Regions from separate parts of the Triticum aestivum genome. Here region 1 is linked to region 2. The links are chromatin contacts, called in public Hi-C maps. All regions are on one chromosome and are shown on one strand. The core of a region is the stretch at or near the end of the contact, and the rest is flanking DNA. Distances in the headings are between cores, read along the strand shown. Region 1 holds the start of LOC123161245 (AAA-ATPase At3g50940). Region 2 has its middle 30 kb from the start of LOC123160077.

What was found. Hi-C and Micro-C count contacts between places; a contact is called where the count stands out from the background.
Region 1: a contact with region 2 is called in a Hi-C map of leaf, with 7 times the contacts expected there. The contact joins the promoter of LOC123161245 here to the enhancer-like site in region 2. A contact is called at or near these places in 3 of 5 Hi-C or Micro-C datasets (leaf and root) and 1 of 1 datasets of contacts at active chromatin or transcription factors (leaf).

What each region holds. Positions count from the first base shown.
Region 1 is chr7B:584,630,332-584,634,367 of IWGSC CS RefSeq v2.1, reverse strand. LOC123161245 (AAA-ATPase At3g50940) reads right to left here and starts at 2,088. Exons shown (of 1, transcript XM_044579102.1): 1 at 146-2,088. The coding sequence starts at 1,969. The coding sequence ends at 467.
Region 2 is chr7B:584,488,200-584,492,446 of IWGSC CS RefSeq v2.1, reverse strand. No RefSeq gene overlaps it. Among protein-coding and RNA genes, the nearest start is that of LOC123160077, 30 kb to the right of the region's middle. Within about 2 kb of position 2,951, at least 1 of the 8 cell types and tissues checked has an H3K27ac peak or open chromatin away from gene starts, as enhancers often do. A contact at or near this core is called in leaf, where this site is marked.

The DNA of each region.
Region 1 (4,036 bases), core at 839-3,338, 140 kb before region 2:
GTTTAAAATGTTTTACAAAAATGAACAGAGGGAGTATCAGATCTGCGACTCCATCTTAGGCGATCAACATTTTGTACCGACCATTGCTCGTATTTTATCCTGACCTAAATTCCGACGTCAACGCATGATAACATGTGAAGGCTCAAACAAAAATCCAAGAACATGGTGCTTACAAAAGACGGAAGAAACTTTATGACACTGCTTTTTCTTCTGAGCTTAACTTTATTATAGTACTACTTATATTATACTCCCGGGCAACAAAAAACCTACAATAGGATCTACCGAATTCGATGATCAAGCAGCCACTTGTATGCAAACCCCGCAACACGATGACGCGAACACGTAAACAACGATCGATCTGGTGCTGATATCAGGGAATTATTGAAGTTAATTTCATCTGCAATTCTCCGGGCAATGCAGCAACAAGCCACCTACTACTGGTCAATCTCTGTGTCTCTGATCCGCCTCACTCCATCTTCTCCTCTGTCAATGCACCGGGCTGCACCGTGTCGACGGCCGGCGTGTCTCTCCTGCCGCGCAGCTCCCCGACAAGCCTCCTCAGCGCGGCGGAGGCGCCCGCGCCGTCGCAACCCATGAACACCTCGCCGATGTCTGCCGGCGTGATGCGCACGTCGGCGGCGAGCAGGCCCTCGGCCTCGGCCATGAGGCCGTCCACCACAGTGTCGGGCTCGTCCATGGGGTCCTCGCCGACGCCGATGTAGTTCTTGGCGAGCACGCGGAGCGCCGCGGGCGTGCAGTAGCCCAGCTCGATCTTGCGGTCCATGCGGCCCGGGCGGAGCAGCGCCGGGTCCAGCCGCTCCGGATGGTTGGTGGTGAAGATCATCAGGCGCTCGCCCACGCAGGACGACCAGAGCCCGTCCACGAAGTTGAGGACGCCGGAGAGGCTGATGGACTCGCGCCCGATCGCCGCCATGGCCGCCGCGGCGGCCGGGGAGAGCATCGCCAGCTGCGCGTTGTCCTCGTCGGCGCCGCCGGAGTTCTTCTTGCGGTCGGAGAGGTCGAGGGAGCAGTCGATGTCCTCGACGACGACGACGGACTTGGGCGTGGTGGAGACGAGCAGGCGGCGGAGGTGGGAGTTGGTGGGCACCGTGGTGAGCTCCAGGTCGTACACGTCGAACTCGAGGAGGTTGGCGATGGCGGCCACGAGGCTGGTCTTGCCGGTGCCGGGCGGGCCGTGGAGCAGGTACCCGCGCTTCCAGGCGCGGCCGACGCGCGCGTAGTGCTCCCGGCGGGCGGCGAAGCGGAGTAGGTCGGCGCGGATCTCCTCGCGGAGCGCCGGGTCGACAGCGAGCGTGTCGAAGGTGGAGGGGTGGGAGAAGGTGTGGGAGGTCCAGAGGCGGTGGTGGTCGTCGCCGGGCGCGGCGGCGCGGTTGGTGTAGAGCCTGCGCTCCCGCGACTTGAGCCGCATCCGGGTGGCCTCGGCGATGATGTGGGGGATGTAGGTGTCGTGCACGAAGTCGCGGTGCTGGCGCGGGAACTGGAGCTCGAGGCTGCGGTGGTCGCCGCCGGCACCGCCGCCGCGGCTGCCGAACACGTTGTAGGGGTTGTGCCCGGCCCCGCGCTCGACGGGGCGCGCGGTGGAGGTCCACTTGACACGGACGCCCTGGAAGGTGTCGTCCGCGGTGTGCGAGTCCGGGAGCGAGGCGACGGCGCGCTCCGACTGGCGCGGCTTGTAGAGGCGCACGGCGGGGGCGGCGGCGAGGCAGCGCGAGCCGAGGTAGAGCTGCGCGGCGTCGTAGAGGTCGTTGGTGGCGCCGGAGCTGGCGCCGTCGGCCTCGTCGATGAGGATGGTGGCCGTGGGCGCCCGGAACGCGGCGGCGAGGCGCGCGAGCAGGCGCCGCAGCCACTGCTCGGCCTCCGGCGGGATGAAGTCCCGCATGGCCGTTCGGAACACCATGACCGTGGCGATCAGCGAGCCCACCGAGCGCCAGTCCAGTATCATCTCCATGGCCGCCGCCAGCTTAGCTTTGGTGCGCGTCGGTTTGTCACAGTGTCAGTGGGTGCAGTGTGTGCTGGTGCGCGCTGTGTGGTGATGTGAGTGGAGTGGGATGAGGAGGAGGTGGTGGTGGTGGTGGGTTTTTATAGGTGGCGCCGGAGGGGACGGGTCGGGGGGAGGCGGTTCGCCGGATGTGGAAAGTTGGCGAGGTGAGGGGGTGGTGCGGTGCGTACGCCTGGGCGGGGCGGCTGGGCTTTCGCTGCCTGCCGCATCATTCTTGGCGTCTTCCCCGGCTGCTTTCGCCCTGCCTTTCTGGCGATGACACGAGTCGGCCCGCCGCACGCCGGTGAGGTGGCGAAAATGTACCTGAGAGGCTTCCGTGCCAGTCGTGCGTTCCAAGCCGAGCGATGATTGGCTAACGGTGAGTAGTCGGTCGGTCGTGCCTTCCGTCCATGCACACACACCACTTTGATCAACCGCCTTGGCGGCTAAGCAACGGATTAAGCACGAAGGAGCACCACCACCACCGTACGTGGCCTCGATCTGGACCGACGGTGAGTCGACGGGGGCGTGTCCACACAGTCCACTGATAATAATGCAGTACGACGGTTGCACCGTCGGTCGTGCCTCGGTGATCACCTTTTGCTTTGGAAAAGGTTCAGAGCCCAAAGGGACATGATGGTTTACAGAAAGATTCTTTCGAGGCCGTGAACGAAGCTACAAGTGGACTGGAGAGTCCAGTCGAGAGCAACTGAGGTAGGTAGGTGCCGCCGTGCCGCCACCGCACGAACAGCGACGGGCGTGACATGGACCGGCACTGTGCTGAATCCGGCAAGAGCCCGGTGCAATCTCCCCGCTCTTTCGGACGGAGACGCCAGGGCGGCTAGTGTTTTCTGGTCTGCAGCTTGAGCGACTTGTCGAAATCAGGCATGGATCGCCCGGTTCAGTGCATAGCGCTTTCTGAAATGTTACACGATCCATGCTTGTAGATCTGCCCCGATCGACTTGAGTAGGACGTGTGCGAAAGCTACTCGGATTTGCCTCTTGTCGTCCATCGGTAAGTGACCTAGCAATAGCATGCCCGTCCGTTCTGATCTTTTTTTTTCATTGTTTTTGATATAGCTTACCACTCATGCCAAGTGGTCCGTCCGTTCTGATCTTGCAGGGGGATCTGATCAATTATAAATGTTTCAGGTATTCTTGTGGGTTTTTTTCCACGTATTCTTGTGTGTGTGGCCACACAACTGGCGAGCACGTACTTGGTGCCAAAACGATATCACATGCTCTCACGCGGACAGGCATAAGATATTGTTAGATCGACGCGCGCATGGGTTAAATTAAGTTTGTTGAAGGGGACGGACAGGTATAGAAAGGTAGTGCTTTTCGTGCCACATGGTACATTGCACTACGTGCAAACGACGAGAGCACATCATTGTAAAACACTGACCGCCACTCTCACTTTATCCGTTTGCAAAAGGCGGGCAGCCATTCTCCGTTCTCCGTTTCGTCAGGCGGTGGAAGGCATCAATAATTGTGAACTCAGGCAGCGGCCTAGCTTAGCTGGTGTGTGCGGATGATGATCGATGGACCTGTTTCCGGTTCAGATGAACGTGGCATCGGACGGTGGCACGAATTATACACGTAGGACTAGTAGTATTTTACATTTACGAGAGGAGACCACCCGTCCAAGTGGCGAGTTCCGAGCAGTAAATCTGGTTTGCCCAGCAAAAAAGGCTTGGCCAGCAGACAAGAACAGACTGAAAGAACACCAGGAGAGCGTAGCCAAGTCAGGTTTGTGGTCTCAGCCCTGGTTCGACATCGATCGTTTGCTTGGATCCACATCACGGCGGTGTCGATCCTTTCGCCCATATGGACGATCTACTTGGAAAGCATGCTGCCGACGCAAGGATCCCTATTAAACAAGGATCTCTATTAAATTAATCGTGCTAGATCATCCCATTATAACAAGAACTCAAGCCGGACACGACCAGACAACACACAAGACTAGACGTCACTTGTCCTTTGTCAACACTGAGTTGGAAGAAGGTGAAGGTGAAGGGTACGCGACGACGGGCTGGT
Region 2 (4,247 bases), core at 1,702-4,201:
TCTTAACGTCTTTCAGCTTCGCCTGCACAACACAATTTCAGGACAAAAAGTTGCCGCATCAGCATTCAAATGAAAACATCAAAAAACTGGCAGTGACTAGCTTCCAGATGACATCAAAATCAAAAGATTGAAGGGAAAAAGAAGTAGAGAGAGAGCATTCACCAGGATGGGGAAGCACTTGTTGCTTGGGCGAAGAGATGTGGTAGGCGCAAAGACAGTTGAGATCAAGTACATGAGCAGCTTCATCTTAAATACCTCGCCATGGGTTTTCATGCCCTCCAACGAAGTTGTTATCACAGTCGTATTCGGCATGGATGCCATCCCAGGAAACAAACGGGCGAGCAAGGCTTCCTCAATATTATTATTCACCTCATACGGGACTTTGATTTCTCCAGGGGGCACGCCCAAAGTGCAGAATAAAGATTCCTCATCCAAAGGCAGTCTTCCACGTCCCGGAATCACGAATTCCCTGGAGGCAGGATCATAAATATCACTGAACCACCCGCATACAGGGTTCACTAGGTTCTTGCACGGAACATCCATCAGAGCCTGCATCCCCATCTCACCGGCAGCTCCCTTCTGCTCATCAGTAAATCCGTCAGTCAATATAGTCAGGCGTTCTTGCGAAGCCCTATTGCGATGACATTTCTTCTTCTGCATAACAGAAAAAGGATCATTAGTTGCCATGTTCAATGTCATGAAAATTTAGTTCTAACGGAAGATTGAAAACTCAATGTGACACTAAACATATGGGGGTGGAAAGTGAGCTCATCGCCATCTTTTGTCCGACAAGTTGCGTGATTCTGTTGCGGTACCTCCATAAAGTCATCATCATCATCTTGATGGTTGCCGCGAGCCATTGTGCTACGGTAAGAACAAAACACACGTTAGGGTGAAATGAAAACACAGCTGACGGATACGGAAAGAAATGCATAAAGTAAAATATTCATTGGATATCGTCAACGAACAAAAATGAAAACTCCATGGTTGCCCCAAAGTTTAAGCATCTGAAGAGGGCAGTAATTGCCATGTGCTGAATATGCACAAAAAGGCAGAAAAATAATCAAATGGAAAAGCAATTGCAGAAACATGGCAACTGGACGTGTATGTGTTTCTAAAGGAAGCAGTTGCCAGCTAGCAGAATCTACTTGCCATGTTGGCTCCAATGAAAGTGGCAAATGAGGCGGAGCATAGGAACACCCACCCCCTAGGATTGTCCAACATGAAATGTGGCAACTAACACATTGGCTTCATAAAATGTACATATCACATCTTCTAGGTTAAAGTTGCCATGTTAACACAAGGCACTTCAAAAAAGGGCAGACAACTTCCACTGCACAACATATAATGTGGCAACTAACACTCTTGCCTCATATAAAAATGAGTTGCCATGTAATACAAGTCAGCATGGCAAACACAATTGAGTCTATCGTACAGTCAATTTGCCATTATCCTGCATATGACATGGCAACAGGCATGGTGTATTCACAAAATTAGTTGCCACTTGGAAGCATAGTCGTGGGTAAACAAATGCAATGAAAATTGCCATGACTGCCATGATCACACACTTAAGTATGCAACTACCTAGAGGTAGAAATCATACACAAAAACTACTCCCTAAATTGGATCTCACAAACTGACATTATCCTACAACTGACATGGCAACTGACACGGTTGATTCAGAAAATTAGTTGCCATCAGTGATGGTAGTTGTTGAAAATGCCATGACCGCCATTATAATTCAGTTTGAAATGCACCTAACTAGATCTAGGGTTCAATCGCAACTATCATACCCTGAATTCAACAACAAAAAGCGCCCTACACTGATGGCCATAGCATTTCGAGGCAAAATCAGAACTAACATCTAGAAAATCCCGCACAAACACAGGAAAGATACAGATGCGGCTGCGGACCGGGCGAGCCACACCGGTATGACTGCCACCGCGGCGGCGACGAAACTGCGCAATGCCACCCTAAATGGCAAGCACGTGACTCCACCGCCGACGGGGAAGCCGGAGCACCGCGAATCGGCCGGAATCTCGAGGAAACTCGAGGGGAAATTGACCACAGAGGGAGGACGGCAGAAATCGCATGCAGGAATGTGAGCACGGAGGGAGCCTTACCTTCAATATGTGTCTGCTCCGGCGACGACGCTACGGTCCGGCGAACCCCACCAATGGCCGCGAATGCGGTCGACTCTTCCGCCGCCGCCGTCGCCTTCTCCTCTCGGTTTCTCCTCAATCGAATGCAACTGGTGTGGATGGTGGGTTGGGGAGTAATGAATGGGAGGGGAGTAATGAAGCGTGAGGGGAGCGCGAGTGGCAAGTCGTGGAAGACAGCAACCGCAGTCGGGCGTGGCGTGCGGGCGCGACGGCAGTTCCACCGCACGCCCCGACTCGCAACCGCTGACCTCGAAGAAAAAACCAGCGTGCGGACGAACTACCTACACGCCACACACGGGACTTGTCCTACGTGGCACACCAAATCCACCTTTTCATGTCAAGATTCGTGCAAAAGACAGTGAACGACCATCCAATCGTGTGGGCGAGTTGGGAAACGCTCACACGTATGGGCGTTAGTGTTTCCGAAAACAAACCCTTGCAGCTAAATAACGGATTCAGCACGTACGAGCACCACCACCATACGTGGCGCTGATCTTGGCCGACGATGAACCGTGTGAGATTGATCGAGGTGGATGGGGAGTGTGTCCAATGATGGAGTCCGGCCGAGGATTAGAACATACGAGGGTTCCACCGTCGGTGGTGCACGTACGGCGAGACGGCTCTGCCTTTTGCTTTCAGGAGGAAAAGGTCCAGAGCTCAAAGGGACATGATGGTTTACATTCACAGATTCCTCAAGGCCGTAAACAAACAGAGTTAGTGGAGTGGTGGCACGAGAGCAACTGAGGTAGGTAGGTGCCGCCACCACACGGAACAGCGACGGCGTGAGAGGGACGGGCACTGTGCTGAACCCGGCAAGAGGCCGCCCGATGCAGATCTCCTTGCTCGCTCTTCCGGACAGAGACGCCGAGACGGACCAATGTTTTCAGGTCTGCAACTTGATCAGGTGGCCTCAAGCATGGACCGACCGGTTCGATGTATGTATAGTGCTTTCTGAAATGTTAAGGGATACTTGTAGATCTGCCCCGATCGATTTTGAGCACGACGTGCATGAAAGCTACTCAGATTTGCCTGTTGTCGTCCGTCGGTACGTGAGCTAGCGTGACCGTCCGTTCTGATTTATCTGGTCAATTATATATAGCATCTGAATGTATGATGCAAGAACTCCTTGCCAAAATATATCACCTGCTCTCACCGCTTAATATACGTAGTATATAGTGCTAAACAAGCAATGAAGAATTCAGGTTTGCTGAAGGGGACAGGTGGAAAGGTACCTTTCGTGCCACATGGTACATTGTAAGTGCAGTGCAGACGATCGACGAGCACGTCATGTAACACCATACGCCCATTCTTCCGTTTCCCATTTTGTCAGCTGATCGAAGGCGCCAATAATTGGAACATATGCATGGCGGCGAGCACGGCCTGCGGGTCGACGACCGTCCTCTGCGCGCAGTGCGGATGATGATCGGTGGATGGATTTCTCCGGTGCAGATGGACGTGTCGTCGTACCTGCGTGCTCGCGGCCATGGGCGGTGCATGGCACGAACCGAGGCACGCCCAGCCCAACACGTATTTTGTTGGACAGGCGTACGTGACTCCCACTTGGCGCTTGGCGCTTGCCACACTTGGTACGTGCTTGCTTGCTGCACCCTGCCGCCCAGCTAGCACAACTTCGCTTCGGGCGGTACATGCAGATGGACTTGCAGTGGATAGGCTCAACCGCTCAAGGGCTTCCCTGGCTGCGTTGGAGCGGCACCCTTGGTTCGGAGAGGAAACAGGAACAGAGCCACTCTCTAAACGAGCACCAGGAGAGCGTTGCCAAATCAGGTTTGTGGTCTCAACCCTGGTTCGACCTCGATCGTCTGCTTGAATCCACACCACGGCGGCCGGTGTCGCTCCTTTCGCCCCTTTGGACGGTCTACTTGCAAAGCATGCTGCCGACGCCAGGAGCTCTATTAAAATTAAAAATTAATCTTGCTAGATCATCCCATTATAACAAGAGCTCAAGCCGGACACGACCAGACAACACACAAGCCTGGACGTCAGTTGTCAACGTCGGGTTGGAAGAGGGTGAAGAGTACGCGACGACGGACTGGTTCGATTTGGTTTGTCCTTTTCTGAACTGTG